Linked DNA regions of Rattus norvegicus: region 1 is linked to region 2. The links are chromatin contacts, called in public Hi-C maps. All regions are on one chromosome and are shown on one strand. Each heading gives the region's core, a stretch centred on a gene start, on an enhancer-like site or on the middle of the called end of the contact. The rest is flanking DNA. Distances are from core to core; before and after follow the strand shown. Region 1 overlaps LOC102555751 (a long non-coding RNA gene). Region 2 holds the start of Marcks (myristoylated alanine rich protein kinase C substrate).

Region 1 (2,700 bases), core at 151-2,650, 210 kb before region 2:
TGTACAGCCCCAGAGTCCTGTAAGAACCACAGAACCCTCTAAATTTCCACTGGTGGGGGAGGAGGGTGAAAAGCAAAGCACAAAATCGGGGAAAGTCAGACAAAGTCATCTGAAGGGGATGCTGGAAGGAGCCAGGGCCAGAAGCAGACCTGGGGGACAGTCCCTGGCCACCACCACCCTTTGCCCTATCAGTGGCCTGGGAGCCACAGCTGAGAGGGTCAGCTATCTGGAAGAGAGCTGTAAACTCCAGAAAGGAAGGCAATACTTCTCCATGGGACTTCCCTGGCGGGGGTTTCAGATCTTTCTCTGTAGCAACCTCAGGGCTTGTGACAGGGCTTCAGGGAAATGAGACAACTCAGATGCAAATGTCACAGGAAATTCAGCGCTGAGCCTTGCAGAGCAGGAGAAAGCACTCTGGCCTAAAGAACAGAAATGGGTGAAAGGAAGCCTCAGAGAACCAGGGAGCACTTTACCAGGTCATCTGTAATGATTAAAGTTATTACTGACCACCTACTGTGTGCTTAAACTATGAGCACCTTCCCACCCATTCTTACAACACATATTAGGAAACAGACATGATTTCCCCCATTCTCCTCTGTCCAAACAAAGAAATGCTCTCACCAGAAAGTTTTATGGTTATGTGTTTCCTTGTGACATAGCACAGATAAGCTTCGATCTATTTATCATCCACAAAGTTACAGAAAATCACAGCCTAAAACTAGCAGATCCCTGCCCAAATCTGTATGCTACTGAGCGGTTGTGTAGAAACAGGAAATCTTGTAGGCTCTTGGGGTCTCGGATCTCTCAGTCATAGAATGGGCTACAGTGGGGTCTCTCCAGCCTTTGGCCTCTCCAGCTCACAGGAAGTCACTTCGCACCAAACTAAGAAAGAAAATTACAAAATCGCCATCAAATATTTTTAAAGGCAAACGACACATTGGGCTTATCATGTTCTTGTTCCCCACGGATAACACACTTCAGGGGGTTTACCGTAGCAAATTAAAATTTTTTTAAAGTTGTTTTGTTTTTGCTCTTTTGGGACGACCATGGAAATGGAGACAAAGTTAGCTCTCTGTCAGCAGAAATGCTGCACAGAAAAAAAAAAAAGAGAGAGAGAGAGAAAAAATCAAGTCAACATTCTTCCTCTCCCCCAACCCCCACCGCACCCCTCCTCCCAGGAGTAACCCATCACTCACTGTGGGAAAATGATTACTTACAGGAAGTAGGGCTGATGAATCATCACACCGTTCTTCTGGGACTCTCTCAAGTGAAGTAGTAAGAAATTAGCGAAAAGATTGAAAAGTGGGGGTGTGGACTGCGATTTGCCAACAGCTCCATTCTGGGCACTGCAGGCTGAGGAAAAGTAAGCAAGCTTTGGGGATTTTGAGTCACGAGGCACTAAATCACCGTCCTGTGCTAGACTGTGGAATCCAGGGCAGAGCCACACAACTCATCTTCCCAGAGTCACTCCTTGAGCCTGAGTTCTTAGAGCTCCAAAGACTCATTGATCAGCAAACAGCAAGTAATGCCACCTCTGGGCTTGTCCTGACAGGCGACCTGCTAAGCCCTGCCTGTGTAAGAGGCATCCCTCCTTATAGAAAGGATCAACAAGTATCAAAGGAAGGCTTCAGTCACTTAACACTGCCCTCTCCTTCTACAATACAAGGACGCATGGACACCACAATCACACTTCCTATTGTGGTCTTAGCAAATAGTACTGTACTTACACTTTCTCCTCTATGACTAACCTGCTCCAAATGCTTTTTCCACCGTCGTTTTCTACTTGCCCTTTTTTGCCCTTAGAAAGTGTCTGAACAAGAAGCTGTTCTGTAATCAGAGACATAGAAATGCACAAGAAATTTTAGGACAAATTACCTACTGCATTTGCAAACTCTCGGGAGCCTATATCATGAGATCAGAACACTGATGTTTTAATGACTTGGTATTCTCTATTTCTTTTGTGTCTTGAAGGCAGTGAAAGGAAAAGTTCAGTCAGATGTTTCAAATTCTCACAGGCCAGGACCCGCTACAGGAACAGGTTTTGTTATAGCACCTGGACTGAACAGGACTCAATGGCTGAGGTCACCAGTTCCAGGGTCATTTGCCTTATTTAAGTCTACCTCCTTACCAAGTTAAAATAAAAAATAATCACAGACTCTAATGTGTCCATTTTTTACTGGTGAACTATGTAATTGTGCTACAAATAAATTATAGGCAATACAAAGCATTCAGAGAATTATTTTTTAAAAGATGGCATTTAAGATATATTTGCGTCTATTAATTTTTCCTCTCCTGTATCTCACTGAGCCCTGGGGCTCGTGTACCTCCCCCTGGGCACTAAGGTTCTCATGTCATGATAGGATTCATGTGTTAAATGAGCTCAAAGGATGTCCCATGTCCAATGAAATCTTGCTAAAACCCTAAACAGTCAAGGTTGATCTTAAGGCAGCATGAAAACCACAGGTGGGTGAGCTCGGACCATCCTCTGGCTGCTCAGAAAGGTATTTCCTCTGATGCCCTGGGCTCTTTGCTCCTTAGATTAATTCTTTGAAATATGATACATGTATACATCTTTTAATCACATCCACCTCCATTTTGCTCTCCCAACACCCCCCAGACCCGATTCCAACCCATTCTCCTCTGCAATAGGTCCCCCTCTCAACGTCATGTCCTTTCTCTGTCTGTCTATCTATCTATCTA
Region 2 (2,700 bases), core at 27-2,526:
CTCTATCCCTTCTCCCTTCCAGATACATTAAATCAACGCCTGCTCTCTCACACACTAAAAGCGTCTGGTGGTAAGGGTTGTAGTGAACGAGAGAGATATCCTACACACCGCTGTAGAGCCTTAGCCTGGGTTAGACGTGGAGTCTCCAGGGATTTTCTTGCTGTCTCTCAACAGTGCAGGCGATTTCTTCTGAGACTAGGACTCAGTAGACTTTCCTCGCTGCTGCCTCTCTTCCTGGAGCACACTTGATGCTGTGCACGGACAAGTTCAAAATGAGAGTCCCTCCGCTGTTGGCAGCAAGCTGGGAAAACAACTCATGTCGACGAGAGTAGCTGTCTCCCAACTGTAAATATGGATTCGTACACTCAAGGCTCCGTCTCGTTTTACCACAGAGGGAAATTAATTATGTCGTTTCATACAGCGGTAACATGCTAGCGAGTTTCGATCTTCTGCAAATGGTCCTCACTGTGTTTTTTAGAAAAGTGATCGCTAATTGGAATAGCCGGAGAGACGCGATTTGAAGCGCTCCAAGGAACATTTTTAAAATATTTTATTTCACGCCTCTGGGAGAAAGGAAGAAGCATGGCTTAGGCTGTTTGCTGCTTTTGCATTTCCCACATCTGGCCTACAGACCTAATTCCAACTGGAGATCTCGCTAGGTGAAATTCGATCTTCGTGGTTTAAATACCTTTCAGTGTGGGACGATTTACCAATTGCAGCAGTTTAAAGAAAGAAAAAAACAAACAAAACCCCCAAAATCCTTGCGCACTGTGAAACCCTTATGAAACGCGGAGGGAAAAAAAAAGCTGCTAGCACACAAATCCTATCCATTGTCTTTAACACTCGCGTACACACTTATACACGTAAACACACAGAGAAGATGGGGGAGGGGAGAGAGTGGCTAGAGACAGACGCGGATATAGACCAGCAAGAGTCAATGCGAGTCAAGTTAAGGCTTTCTCCGCCCCCATCCATAAGTACCCCCTCCCGTGTTAATTAATTCCAAACAAAGCAAGCCAATCAAGAAATGCATTATTATTTTCTGGCCGAGGGAGACGAGAAGCACGTAATTTTTAATTGATTTATTTATTTGGAGGACATTAATTCTCGGTCTGAGGCTGATTTTTCAAACCGTTTGCAAAGCGCGGCTCCATTGTTCGCCCGGAGCGCAGGCCCCGCCTCCTGCTTTGTGTGCGGCGCGCGGATTGGCCAGCGCGCGCGGGGGCCGCGTCAGCGCCCGCGAGCCCATTCATCTGTGCACTTGGGCGTTGGACCCCGCATCTTATTAGCAACCAGGGAGATTTCTCCATTTTCCTCTTGTCTACAGTGCGGCTACAAATCTGGGATTTTTTTTTATTACTTCTTTTTTTAAAAAACTACACTTGGGCTCCTTTTTTGTGCTCGACTTTTCCACCTTTTTCCCTCCTTCCTGCGCTGCTGCTTTTTGATCTCTTCGACTAAAAATTTTTTATCCGGAGTGTATTTAATCGGGTCTCTTCTGTCCTCCTCGTCACCCCCACCCCCTCCCTCCGGTGTGTGTGCCGCCGCCGCTGTTGCTGCTGCCGCCGCTGCTGCTGCTCGCCCCGTCGTTACACCAACCCAAGGCTCTTTGTTTCCTCTCTTGGATCTGTTGAGTTTCTTTGTTGAAGAAGCCAGCATGGGTGCACAGTTCTCCAAGACCGCAGCGAAGGGAGAAGCCGCCGCTGAGAGGCCCGGGGAGGCGGCTGTGGCCTCGTCGCCTTCCAAAGCAAATGGGCAGGTAAATTCTACCTGTGGTTCTGGGCATTTCTTGGGTGTCTTTCTCTAATCTGGACGCCTCGCCTTCCCTCTGGTCGCGCCCGAGATGCATTCCGGGGAGGGGAGCGTGGCCAGATCCTAGTCTGAAAGTTGAATGGGTAACGATAGCCTAAATTGTCAATTTTTCATAAGAACCAAAGGAGTGGTTCCTAAGGATCCTGGCGAATTCTTGAGTAGACCGGAGGAAGAGTGATAAATCGCCTAAAATGGCGTGGTTTGGAAATTGGCTGAACGTGACTAGTTAGATGCACACCCCCCCCAACGCCCCTCCAGGTTGCATTTGCATTTGGGGCCACAGCAGTGTTTGGGTGGCTCACGTATTTATTGTCGAGATTGGGTCGTCTTTGAGATTTCTGGTGTGGTTGTGTGTGTGCGCGCGCGTGTGTGTATGTGGGTAGGAAGGGGGGAGCCAACGTGGATGGCGGTGGAGAAAGCCAAGCAGAGAGAGAAGGCTTGTCTTATTGTATCCAGAGGCAGTATGCCTCGGGTTTCTTGGAAAGGTGGCTGGTTAGAGCTGGACAGGCAGCTTTTCCAAGTGCCTTTCCGATGCCCCCCCCCTTTGGTAGCTGTGTAATTACACACCCATATGACTTTTTAAATGCTATCCTGGTGTGGTGGGAATACTCAGTAGGTTTTTGAAGACCCTTTCCTGCCTACCAAGAGGGGAGCAGTTTTGGTGTTTTGGTCTGGACCGTTCCTGTGAATGGCACCTCGGCCACCCTCGAGAATTGCCCTAGTGCTGCTGCGACCCAGGCAGAGAGCCATGGTTGGGTGGGCTCAAGAGGTCGGCCATGGGTGGCTGCTTCCCAAACACCAGGCACCCACCACGCCTCTTTTCCTGGAGGAAAAAAAAAAGGCCTGCTCTAAACCTACTGGGGCAAGACGTGCTCTGTCTAGAGGCTT

Evidence for each region. Hi-C and Micro-C count contacts between places; a contact is called where the count stands out from the background.
Region 1: a Hi-C map of the A7r5 cell line shows a contact between it and region 2, with 5 times the contacts expected there. The contact joins the enhancer-like site here to the promoter of Marcks in region 2. A contact is called at or near these places in 5 of 12 Hi-C or Micro-C datasets (the A7r5 cell line, Schwann cells, liver and 1 more) and 1 of 1 datasets of contacts at active chromatin or transcription factors (oligodendrocytes).

Annotation. Positions count from the first base shown.
Region 1 is chr20:42,458,766-42,461,465 of GRCr8, reverse strand. It overlaps LOC102555751 (a long non-coding RNA gene), which reads right to left. Exons shown (of 7, transcript XR_005497840.2): 3 at 1,749-1,827; 4 at 1,218-1,353; 5 at 991-1,087; 6 at 622-882; 7 at 1-419. Among named protein-coding and RNA genes, the nearest start is that of Trnap-agg35, 18 kb to the left of the region's middle. Within about 2 kb of position 1,400, at least 18 of the 93 cell types and tissues checked have an H3K27ac peak or open chromatin away from gene starts, as enhancers often do. A contact at or near this core is called in the A7r5 cell line, where this site is marked.
Region 2 is chr20:42,244,458-42,247,157 of GRCr8, reverse strand. It overlaps Marcks (myristoylated alanine rich protein kinase C substrate), which reads left to right and starts at 1,276. Exons shown (of 2, transcript NM_001271090.3): 1 at 1,276-1,759. The coding sequence starts at 1,658.